2 separate regions of the Mus musculus genome follow, and region 1 is linked to region 2. The links are chromatin contacts, called in public promoter capture Hi-C maps. All regions are on one chromosome and are shown on one strand. The core of a region is the stretch at or near the end of the contact, and the rest is flanking DNA. Distances in the headings are between cores, read along the strand shown.

The links. Promoter capture Hi-C pulls out the DNA fragments that hold promoters and counts their contacts.
Region 1: a promoter capture Hi-C map of liver shows a contact between it and region 2, with 7 times the contacts expected there. The contact joins the promoter of Tut1 here to the promoter of Esrra in region 2.

Annotation. Positions count from the first base shown.
Region 1 is chr19:8,949,954-8,956,222 of GRCm38.p6, reverse strand. Tut1 (terminal uridylyl transferase 1, U6 snRNA-specific) reads right to left here and starts at 2,391. Exons shown (of 9, transcript NM_197993.3): 1 at 2,202-2,391; 2 at 646-836. The coding sequence starts at 2,283. It overlaps Mta2 (metastasis-associated gene family, member 2), which reads right to left. Exons shown (of 18, transcript NM_011842.3): 15 at 5,834-5,923; 16 at 5,193-5,311; 17 at 4,939-5,087; 18 at 3,923-4,733. The coding sequence ends at 4,568.
Region 2 is chr19:6,918,679-6,924,287 of GRCm38.p6, reverse strand. It overlaps Esrra (estrogen related receptor, alpha), which reads left to right and starts at 2,480. Exons shown (of 7, transcript NM_007953.2): 1 at 2,480-2,666; 2 at 3,889-4,225. The coding sequence starts at 3,901. It overlaps Catsperz (cation channel sperm associated auxiliary subunit zeta), which reads left to right. Exons shown (of 5, transcript NM_001039494.2): 3 at 689-765; 4 at 921-987; 5 at 1,628-1,862. The coding sequence ends at 1,737.

The DNA of each region.
Region 1 (6,269 bases), core at 1,142-3,641, 2.0 Mb before region 2:
GGCCTTATAGATATACTGGGTCACCTGATAGTCAAAAGCAAAAGGATGGTGGACCCTTACCGCATCCTTATCATAACAAAAAAATTACTCAGATCTCACCAGCACACAGGCATGAATCACAGACAGGCAGTGATGGATAACTGATATGGGGATGGTTTGTAGAGATAAAGGCCACTTTCCTAGCATTCAAAAGTACCCAGGTTCAATCCCTAGAACTAAAAAACAACAGAGAGAAAAGAAAAAAAAGGGGGGGGGGGCGAGGTCCAAAGAATAGGGCAAATGCCTTTAATGTCAGCCTTTAATTCCAAGACCAAGGAGGCGGAAGCAAGTGAGTTTCTGTGAGTTCAAGGCCAGCCTGGTCTAGATAGCAAGTCCCAGTCAGAGTTACTAGGCAAAACCCATAGTTACGTGATAAGTACCCTGATACATGCATGCATACATACATACATACATACATACATACATGTCTGGTAAACAAGCCCTCCATAATTAATACTGGTGAATAAAAATCCAAAGGTGTCAGAAGCTCACCAACTGAGCTACTTAATGTTCTGAATTGTCTACCAAGGGCAAGCCAAAACAGACTGCAGGTTTCTCTCTCTGCATATGAAGCAAACACATTAATCCCAGAGCCATTCACTCTACCTTGTCCTTGTCCATGACAATATTGGCCACAGGGCCAAATGTCTGGAAGTACTCAGAGAGCTGAGCAGAACCCACATCCCTGGGGAAGCCACTGACAAACACACTTCGGAGTCCCTGTGCCTTCCTGGTAGCTCGGAGTTGCACCAAATCCCGGTGCTTCCGGCCTTTCAAGTGGGCATCGAGGCTGGGTCCTGGAGAGACAAATGTCAGACGTAAGCATAAAAAGGGTCTGTTAGTGTACCTGTTCTCTTGCTCTGCTCTGTACATATGGACATCTTCTGTTCCTTCAACGACAAAGGGTGACACTGGGACAGAGTTGTACCTCCTTCCACACTTGATATTCTTCCCTTTTCTACACAGTGCATTCTCTAAGGGGTCTAAGTGAGAAAGGGCTACAGTGTAGGTAGGTCTTAAACCAAACCAACAAGAAGCAGTAAGCAAAGAAACATCTGCACACTGGAGAAGAATTAAGTAACTTGTCCAAGGCCATATGTACAAGAACTAAATAAATTAGAGCCCTGAATAATTCTCAGGAATAAAAAGTAGGTATTCCATAGCCAGGCAGTGGTGGCGCACGCCTTTAATCCCAGCACTTGGGAGGCAGAGGCAGATGGATTTCTGAGTTCAAGGCCAGCCTGGTCTGTAGAATAAGTTCCAGGACAGCCAGGGCTATACAGAGAAACCCTGTCTCAAAAAACCAAAAACAAAAAAACAAAAACAAAAACAAAAAGGTGGGTAATGCAGACATAACATTTTCTCAGACATATGATGGAAATGATAGTGTCTAACATATAGGCATCATTCATGTACAGCTCCAGCCTTCTGGGATGTGGGCTTGGATGTGTAAGTGTAGAAAATTAGCTATTATTTAATTATCAGTCAGCTGCTTGGTGCCATGGAAGCATGTTATGTGAACAAAGAAGGCTCCTAAGTTGCTGGCTTGCCCTAATGAGCAGAGTGCTGGGGGGGGGGGGGGGGTGTCATTCACAAAGAAAATACTAGAAGGCCCTGTTTAGGGGAGATCACAATTGCGGACATAAAAAGTAGGATCTGATGTGTCATTGAGTCGTTCACAATGTCACAGAATGATCTAGTCCACCTTCCCTACACCTTTTCCTCACTGGCACCTTCGGCCCTCATTCAGATCACGCTATTTCACTCATCCTCGCCTCTAGAGAAAGCCTCCATTGGGGAGTCTCCGACTGAATTACTGCCTTCTCTGTGAACATACCCGTGGTGTACTGAAACTACCTCAGGCCAAACAATGAGTTCCTAAATCGCCTTCCCTACTCCAGAGACCAGCAGAAGTACCAGAAACAGAAGGGATGGACAGCGGGTGATGATTTTAAAGGGAATAATGAAACTTTCACTATGGAGATTTTCCATAGCAGGAACCACAGGTCAGATTTTTCCCCACTCTCCAGTGCCCTAGGATATGATGAGTGAAAATAGGTGGATGACCCTATTTTCAAAAACAAAAACACCAAAAACACATAACCTAGATAACCCTAACTTTCACTAGCACCCACCCTCCTCCCTCACTAGCCACCGCTTACGGTTGGCTGTAGTAACATCGCAGAGGCAGCAGCGAAAGCGGCCACGCGGCAGCGATACAACGTCCGAATCCACCGCCGCCATAGCCACTCTCCGGTACGGAACGCCTACAGCCTATTTCGCCGGAAACACACCGGAACACACAACTAAAAATTGTAACGTGCGTGCGGGGAAGCCACTTCCGTCAATGTAGTAGGAAGTGACGTCGTGTCCTTTGCTGCCATATTCCTCCAGAAACCTCGTTCGTAGGATTGAGAGTTCCAGCTCTAAAACACTTTCGGGAAAGGCCGCCCTTCGACGATGCTTATTGGCCTACAGTTAACTAGTTGGAGAGCTTCGTTCTACTCCAGCGTTGATTGGCCCGAAGAATCGTGAATATTCATTAAGCAGCCACAAAGGCGTGCTTGCTTCTTGACAGCAGAAGTCCTTCTTTGCCAAGTGGTGGCGGGCGATCTATGCCTTTATTTCACCACACAACTGCCCCCTCAATCTCTTATTTTACCCTGCGAATAGACGCAGAGGGTGGGTGTTTCCAATCGCTTGCCTTGTGGAGCTCAGGGACTCCCGCATCCTCAGGTCAGTTCCTTTCTCTGCAGCCTGATCCTTCTACAAGTGTTCTCAGAGCTGTCCATCCCTGTCTCTCCCACCCCCATCAGCTGGATTCAATGAGCGCAATGCCAGATGGCTGATAGCTTAGTCTGCCAGTTTCTTCCACAGATGTAGTCTGAATGAAGTATATTAACGAGGCCCGTTTCAAGGCAGTACAATGAAGAACTGACTACAGTGGTAAGAGATAAGGACATTCATTCAAGAATGTGGAACGGGAAGTGTAGCAGATCCCCAACCAGAATTAGTCGTGTGGTTTCAGAAGCAGAGGAGAGTATGAAAGCTGGTCGATCATAGGGCCCGTGATGAAATGGAAGGGCTACCAGGTGAGAGCTCAGCAGCTTGTGCTGTGATTATCAGCCGCACAGTAGACCTTAGGCAGAACACCAACCAGTCTGCGACCTTGACTGAGTCACCTATAAGGCCCTGTGTCCCTCCTTATTGGGCCCTCCTCAGGCATCTAATCCTTATGCCAACCCAAAAGAGCAGACCAAACCAAAAAAGAGAATACTGCAGTACGCTTAAAAGCAGGGGCAGTTGCTAAGGTTGATTGTTAATCCTGAGGCAGCAGTCTGTATACATACACCACTGAGCTTGAATTGCAGTCTTGCTTCCCCGTTGCTGAGATTAAAGGTAGGGATGTGCCAACACAAGCAGCATTTGTTGGAGTACATCTTTGCCTGTTAGCTAACATTTCCTAGAATGCCTAAATGAAAGTTAAGGCTGAGGATGTAGGTAGCTCAATAGTAGAGCACTTGCCTAGCATTCTCTGGGCCCTGGGACCAATTCCCTGGCATCCAAAGGACAAGTAGGTAACAGGCAGACATCCTCACACCCTTCTGTGGAGACGGAGAGCCCTTAGAGCTCGGAACAAATCTAGACCAAGATAATGCTTGCACTTCAGCCCCAATGGGAGAAGCTCGAGTCCCACAAGAAGGCTAGCTGGCACAGACTTCCTCCCAGTCCGGCTGCATGTCTCAGAAAGCTGCTCCTAGACCAAGCACCATCTGTACCTCCTTCATTGTCCTTTGTCCTCTATTTTCCCTCTCAAAAACACCCCCAAAACAAAAATGCAGCGCACGCGCGCGCACACACACACAGAATAGCTGAGCCTGGAGGAGCTGAAGAAAACAGCTTTTTATTTGTCACTGTAAGAACCAATTACAGAATCTGAGGTTAAAAAACAGACAAAAGATCTTTATTTCTGAGAATTGGCATATAAAAGGCAGAGGGAGAAAGGGGAGGGAAGAAAGAGTGAGCATGGGCTGGGGTTGACGCCATCTTAGGGCTCTCAAATTCCAATTAGGAAAGTCCGGACACCGGACAGTAAGAGTAACCCCCCATTAGAAAATAAGGAAAAATGAGACATGGCAGTGTACTTCCCTTCCCCTGCCAGGGACTAACACCTGATATGTTTACTCTTCCCCTCCTCCATCCCTTTTACAAAGGGAGGTTCATTTTTAAAAAATTAAAAAACCCTCCCCCCCAACTGTCCAAACCACCTGTGGGTCCCAGGCCCCAAATAGGGTAGGTACACACACAGGCAAGTTCCTATAGGCTGTGAAGCCCAAAAAGGGACGTTACTGGCAGTTACAGGCAGTAACTAACACCAGAGGGTGTCCAACCCCTGCAAGGACACACACACACCAGGGTCAACCCTCCCTCACTCCTTACTCCCTTTGATACCAAAAGGAATGAAGATTTGTATGTCCTGGGCACCCACCCCTCTACCTCTCATCCCACCTCCCTTCCCCTAAGATGCTCAATCCTCCAGGACAATGGGCTCATTGGTGCTGGCAGGATGTGAAGAAGCGGGCAGAGGAACTGGGGGCCGCACTGTCATCAGCGTTGGTTTCACCTTCAGGGGTAGGTTGGGCCTTCGGGCCGCTCGGCGCATTTCCAGGTGAGTTAGAGCTTTCCTTAAAGCCCTGGCCAAAAAGAGCAAGACAGAAACAGGAAAGCTTGATGAGCATCAAGACTCAACCAGGTTCAGCTCCACAACGCCCTCTACAGTTCTACCCTCTGGTACCCACATTCTCTTGTGCACCTATCTTTCTCAGATACGCCTACTTCCAATGCTGGACAACTTGGATTGCCAGCCTCTCAGCCCCTCATGGTGGACTCCCTCCCTACCTGGTGTCCTTTGTGGCCACAAATACCACTGGATTGGGAGCATCAGCAGGGTTTAGTTTCTGACGCTTGGCTGCTGGCTGTGAGCTTGAACGAATCCCTGAAGCCAGAGGCCTTCCATTGGCAGAGAAGGGGACCCCTGCCCCTGCCATCTGGAAAAGGATGGGGTACATAATGAAGGAACTACCTTCCTTAGACTCCTATTAGAAACAAAAGCCCACCCTGTTCAGCTTTCCCAACCCACTCTGTCAACTCACAGTCTCATAGGAACGTTTCACCATAATGCCCCCCAGGCCTCGATTCTGGGTCAGCTGGTTTCTGTTGATTGGTGTCTTGGTACCCCGAGGTGTTTTTGGTTTCAGAGGTGCCTGAGCCACTGTCAGTAGAGGGAGAAGGGGGATGAAATAGAAAATGTTCCCACTTTCCTTGCCTATGTAGTTTCATTACCATTCTTTCCTCCCTCTCTACCCTGACCAGTTGTTTACTCTAATGGCCTAAAGATTAATAATGGAGAAAATGGCCTATCAAGCTACTTAACCTTATTTAAAAACACATTATGCTTTCAGATCAGAAAATACGTATATAAAGCCACTTCTGTGCCAGAGATGGAGCTCAACGGTAAACCACTAAACCAGAACATATGAGGTTCTGGGTTTTGATCTACAGCACCACCACAAAAAACAATAACAAGAAGGATCATCATAATAATAAGCACACACAAAAGCTCTAAGTTGTGTGGACTCAGTGTCAAAGAAAAACTCTGGGGAAGAAGACTTAAGATAGTAAAATTTAGCTGTCAGCCTGACTGAAGAAAAGACTCTTAGAGAGGCTGGCACCACCCCAACTGTCTCTCCACCTTCCACCCACCCTGGATTGGGTGTAGTTCCCCATCTCATACCCAGATCTTTGACGATAGTTGCCAAGGGCAGCCGCACCAGAGGGTGAATTTTCAGTGGCGTCTTGGCAGCCTTAGGAAGTCGGATCGAGCCTGGAGAAGAGAGGAAGGCTCTGGGTACTCTGCAGTGAGAGGGGAACCCCTGGGTACTCTGCAGTGAGAGGGGAGCCCCTGGGTACTCTGCAGTGAGAAGGGAACCCCTGGGTACTCTGCAGTGAGAGGGGAACCCCTGGGTACTCTGCAGTGAGAGGGGAACCCCTGGGTACTCTGCAGTGAGAGGGGAACCCCTGGGTCCTCTGCAGTGAGAGGGGAGCCCCTGAGTACTCTGCAGTGAGAGGGGAGCCCCTGGGTACTCTGCAGTGAGAGGGGAGCCCCTGGGTACTCTGCAGTGAGAGGGGAACCCCTGGGTACTCTGCAGTGAGAGGGGAACCCCTGGGTC
Region 2 (5,609 bases), core at 1,231-3,730:
TTCTTTTTGGAATGAGAGTCTCACTGTATAGCCCAAGATGACCTTGGATCTTGGTATCTTCCTGAGTGTTGGGGTTACACACAGTATGCCAAGCACTGTTTGAGATGTGTATGTGTCCATCCTCTGTCCCGTCCGTTTCCACCTTCATCAAGCAATGAGTACTGATAAGAACCCAGTATTCAGGAAGCTGTGAATTCAAAGCTAGCCCGGTCTAGATACCAAGTTCCAGGATAGTTAGGTCCACACTGTGGGAACATGTCTAAACAAACAAGAGTGATACAGATATAACAATTGATTTATATTAAACTTGTTACATAAGCATAGGACTTCTTGTACTGTGACCTTTGCATGGCACAACTGCCATAAGAGACTGTTCTGGACTGAGGAACATAGCTTACTGGTAGAGTTCTTTCGTAGTTTATACAATGCCCTGCATTCAGTTCCCAACAATACACTTTCAGAGGGCACACAATTCTCACAAGAGGGAATTCCTATGAATGACTCCAAGTCTCACACAGCGGGACAGTTGGTTCTGGATCTCAGCCGGGTGGGATTCTAAAGCCTAGGGCTGAAACCAGTGTCCCCTATGACCTTTGATGCAGGGTGTAGCTGCAGCTATTCCCTGAACCCCACTCCCACCATGACCCAGGAGCCTGACCAAGACCGATTTCTCTCTTCATTTCTCCAGCATCGTCTACTTCAGAATCACTAATATTCAGCCTATGGAAGCCACATCGAACCTACTGGACAGAGCAGCAGAACAGGGTTGGAGGATACTACTGGGGAGACTACTGGGGTTGAGTAGTGGGCAGCAGCAGATGGGCAGGTTTCAGGAAAGTGGGGCAGGCAAGCTGGGGAGGTCATGTGGGGACCACTTCAGCTTTCCATGGAACTGGTTGAGTCTCTTGTTGCTTTTCCAGCTGCCTCTGCCTCTGATGGAGCTCATGGAGACTGAAGTTCTGGATATTCTCAAAAAAGCCCTCATCAGTGAGCACTCCACCCCCACCCCCACCCCAGCTTCCACAAAAGATCCTGGTGGCTTTGGCAGGGCTTGGGGCTGTGGAGTTTCAGGATATGTAGTCTTGTCAGATCCCCTTAGCACTCACAAGGATGCCCTAAAAATTAAAAGTCAAGAGAGTAGGCACAGGCCGACTCAATGGAGTGAGTGACTCAGAGGACTTAAAATAAGCCCCTTTCTAGCAAGTCTGTTTTCTCTGCTTGTTCAGTGGAGTGACAGCCTTTGGGTAGCTTTGCTTCACTCCCAGGTGTGGGAGCTGTGACACATCGGGATTTTTTTTGGGTAAATGTACTGGATATTGGATTATCTGCGTAACCTTCTGCTCATGGTATATGAGCACATAGAGGGAAGAAAGGGCCAGATAACTAGTTAGAGTGAGCGGCTCAGGAGGAGGTTGGGTCTCACTGCCTCTGTTCAGGCTTGCAGCAACTTCTTCAGCCTTCTTCCCCTCCATTCTTCACATCGCACCTAGGAGACCCAAAATTCCCCAAACTAACACAGATCCAAATCCAGCACTAAATGCCACCTCAAATCACCTGTGGTTCCTCAAATGGGGGAAGCCCTTTGCTGCTGTTCATGGCCCTGAGCTCAGCTCTTCCCTCTCCCTAGCATATAGGTCCACGATTGGCAGGAACCACTTCATGACTAAAGAGCTGCAGGGATACATCGAAGGGATCAGGAAGCGCAGGAACAAGAGGCTGTACTTTTTGGATCAGTGAACCTCCAGCTCAAGTGGCCGACGAGACGTCCGCTCCGTGTCCTTTCCGGTCCCTCGAACCCAAGCTCAACCTCATCTGCATGGAATTTGAATCCTAGAGAAATTAAAGAGTCTATGCATGGTCCCAGAGTCAGTGCGTGGCTGCTTGCGTGAGGCGGACGCACGTGGCCCCGCCTTTCCCCGTGACCTTCATTCGGTCACCGCAGTGACCTTGAGTTTTGTCCGCTCGTGTCTCACCTCTGCCTTTGAGGAACTCGCAAACCAGGGCTACTTGCATGTTTTAGGTCTGCTTCTCCACTTGAGGGTCCTCAGGGGTGCTGATCTACCAAATCTGTCAAGTGTCCCATCAACATAATGGGGTGGGGTGGGGAGCAGCACCCTGTTAGGCCCCACCCCTTATGCATATGCAGTTACATAAACCCGCCTTTCATTTACATACACGTTCAACGCCCTCACAGAGTGAGTTCACTGAACAGCTACGCCCACTCTTATAAGGCAGAGCACCGCCCTCCTTCGTGATGCAAGGGTGCTCCGGCTTCTCTCCCGCACCAGTTCCTAGTCTTCGCTCCTCCCCTAGGTTCAGGCCCCGCCCACAGGAGGCCGCGCACGCGTGTGTATCGACAAGGCCTGCCCGCTGTCCTCCGGGTACGCAGGCGCCGCCGCCTCCCTCGGATATTAGCATAGGGCACCTGGCCCCACCCCCTGTTTTGCATGCGCAGGCCGGCCCCGCCTCCGCTGTCAGCTGGAGGAAGCGGAGTAGGAAGCAGCCGCGATGTCCTTTTGTGTCCTACAAGCAGCCAGCGGCGCCGCCGAGTGAGGGGGGACGCAGCGCGGCGGGGCGGTGCGGCCGGAGGAGGCGGCCCCCGCTCACCCCGGCGCTCCGGGCCGCTCGGCCCCCATGCCTGCCCGCCAGCCCTGCCGGAGCCCAAGGTCCGGGGGCGGAGGGGAAGGCGGCCGCGGGGGTGGGCGGGCGCGGCGGGGGCCATGTGCAAGCGCGGGCGGGGGGCGGGCTGCGGGCGGGGTCGCGCCTGGTGCGTCGGCCGGGTCAGGACTGGCTTCAGGTCCTGGCCTCCAGTTAGCCTCGGGCCTTGGAGCGAGTCCCCGGGCAGCGTTCAGATCGATCCTTGAGCATTGCGGGAGTCCTCGGGGTGGGCTGGAATTGAAAGGGTCCCTTGAGGCCACGTGGGGGCGCTTGCAGGGGCTTTGGGCCACCCTCCTCTCTGGGTCATAGGTCATCGTAGCGCGAGGGAGAACTTCTTCCTTGTCGCCTCTTCTTACTTCCTGATAACCTGATAGAAGTCCCCCGCGGGCAATGGGGGGAGGGGAGATTAGTAACTTCAGGCAACTTCCCATAGGTGTGCGCAGGTTAATGGGGGGTGGGGGGCGGCCCTGGAGGTCGCGAGAGGTGGTGAACTCTGCGGTAGCTGGAGTGTAAGAATGAACCTTGCAGGTTTGGGGTGCAAAAGAGGTGGAGCCGCGCCCTGCACGGCGTGGCTGGACTGGGCTTGCTAAAGCTGGAGGGGGTGGCGTGTCAGAGGTGAGAGACTCCCTTACAAGAGTGTGGTGAGGGATTAGAAGACTTGAGTGTGAGTTTGCTTATTGAGTGTGCTCTTTTGCTGGGAGTATGTGAGAACTTGGGACTGGTTAAAGGCCATGTGTGAGTGGAAGGTTCCCAGGAGAGTGTGAGCATGTGTGGACATGTGGAAACTCCTGAGAGAGTGGCCATATCCTTTGCCTCCGCCCCCCTTGGCCCCCCTTAGCCCCCTCCCGGTTCCTCAGTATGCTCTTGAATACTTGAGAGTACCTCCTGGAGTACATCTGGAGAAAACTGAGGAGAGGATCATGCTTATGCTCGGGGTTGAGAGTTGCCTGCAGGTTGAGGTTAGCCTGCTTCCTGGCTTGGGTGGGAGCTAGACTTGCCAAGCCGCTCCCAGGTTCCCAAGAGGAAGACCTGCTGTCAGTTACTGGCCTCAGAGGCTCTGGAGACTCTGTTCCCATGGCGACAGCTGGGGGCCCTCTTCATGGGCAGCCCTTCCTTGGACTCTGCCTCCTCCTTCTCCTTGGCTGAGCCTGGAAGCCTGGCTTAGTCCCAGTGTTGCCCAACCTATGTGGCAGGGTGCCTCCCTGTGACCCTGATGGTCTTTCCCTGCAGGTGACCAGCACCATGTCCAGCCAGGTGGTGGGCATCGAGCCTCTCTACATCAAGGCAGAGCCAGCCAGTCCTGACAGTCCAAAGGGTTCCTCAGAGACTGAGACTGAACCCCCGGTGACCCTGGCCTCTGGTCCAGCTCCAGCCCGCTGCCTTCCAGGGCACAAGGAGGAGGAGGATGGGGAGGGGGCAGGGTCTGGTGAGCAGGGCAGTGGGAAGCTAGTGCTCAGCTCTCTACCCAAACGCCTCTGCCTGGTCTGTGGGGATGTGGCCTCTGGCTACCACTACGGTGTGGCATCCTGTGAGGCCTGCAAAGCCTTCTTCAAGAGGACCATCCAGGGTGAGCCCCTACCCCCACCCCCTGCTTCTGTGCCCTTTGCCCTGTACCCTTTGGGCCTGGCACTAATTGGTACAGTGCTGCATGCAGGAGGCCCTGAGCCTGTCTGTTGCTGCTTGAGTCAGCAATATGAAGTTTGAATTTCCTTGTTCTTCCTGGGACATCATTTTATTTAAGGGCTATAGCTGAGGTTAGTAGAATGCTTGCCTAGTTTACAGGAGGCTCTAGGTTCTGTCCTTAGCACCATATAAGTCAGGTGTGGTGTTGGGTACCTAAAATCTCAGCACTTTGGAATGGAACTAGGAGCATCAGAGATTCAAGGTCATCATTGACTACATAGTAAGCTGAAGGACAACTTGGGCTCTGTGAAAGCCTGCTCCCTCCCCTCAAAAGGGTGGGGTGAAGCTGGGCAGTGGTGGCTCATACCTTTAATCCTTGCACTGGTGAGGCAGAGGCAGGTGGATCTGTGAGTTTGAGGCCAGCCTGGTCTACAGAGTGAGTTCCAGGACAGTCAAGGCTACACAAACTCTGTCTTGAAGGAAAAAAAAAAGTAGAAGAAAGAAAAAGCTACTAGTATAGGTCACTGATGGATTGGAATGGGATATGAGCCAGGATGCAGGTGCCTGCACCTGTTATAAAGCTTCGCTCCTGACTTTCCTGTTGCCTCTAGTAGCTGCCTGTAAATCACCTCGCACAGCACAGAATCACTCTTCATGACTCCCCCAAAGCACCACACTACTAACTCTAGGCACAGTTTATGGGTAATGATACAGGTTTGTTAGGTTTTAGCATCCAGCAGGCTTCCTCACTCTTTAGCCACTGATTTTTTTCTCTCTCTCTCACCCAGGAGAGCAGTGACGACGACATTGAGACGAACATTCTCTGGGGCAGGCCTATTGTTCTTAAGCAACCACTGGTTACGTTGAGGCTATAATATCATTTTATATATATAGACATATACATATGTATGTATATGTATATATTGAGACCTTTTCTTATTATGTAGTTGGCCTGGAATTTCCTGTGTCTTCCAAGCCTAACCCCTCCATCCCTTTGCCTCAGCCCCCATGAGTGCTGTGGTTACAGGCAGATACCACTGCAGCTGACTTGTAAAAATGTCCTTAGCATGAATTTATTTTGTGTGTGGGGTATGTATTTGCACCCACTGTATGCATGTAAAGGTCAGAGGATAAACTATGGGAGTAGGCTCTTGATGTCTACCATGAAGGACCTGGGGATTGAACTCAGTCATCAGGTTTGGCAGCAAGTGCCTTTACCTACTGAATCATCTTGCCAGGCATCAACTGGTTTCAGAACACTTTTTTTTTTCTTGAGTGTTTATCCTGTGGTAGGTACTGCTCCTTTTACTTTCAGGATTTCACCCCCT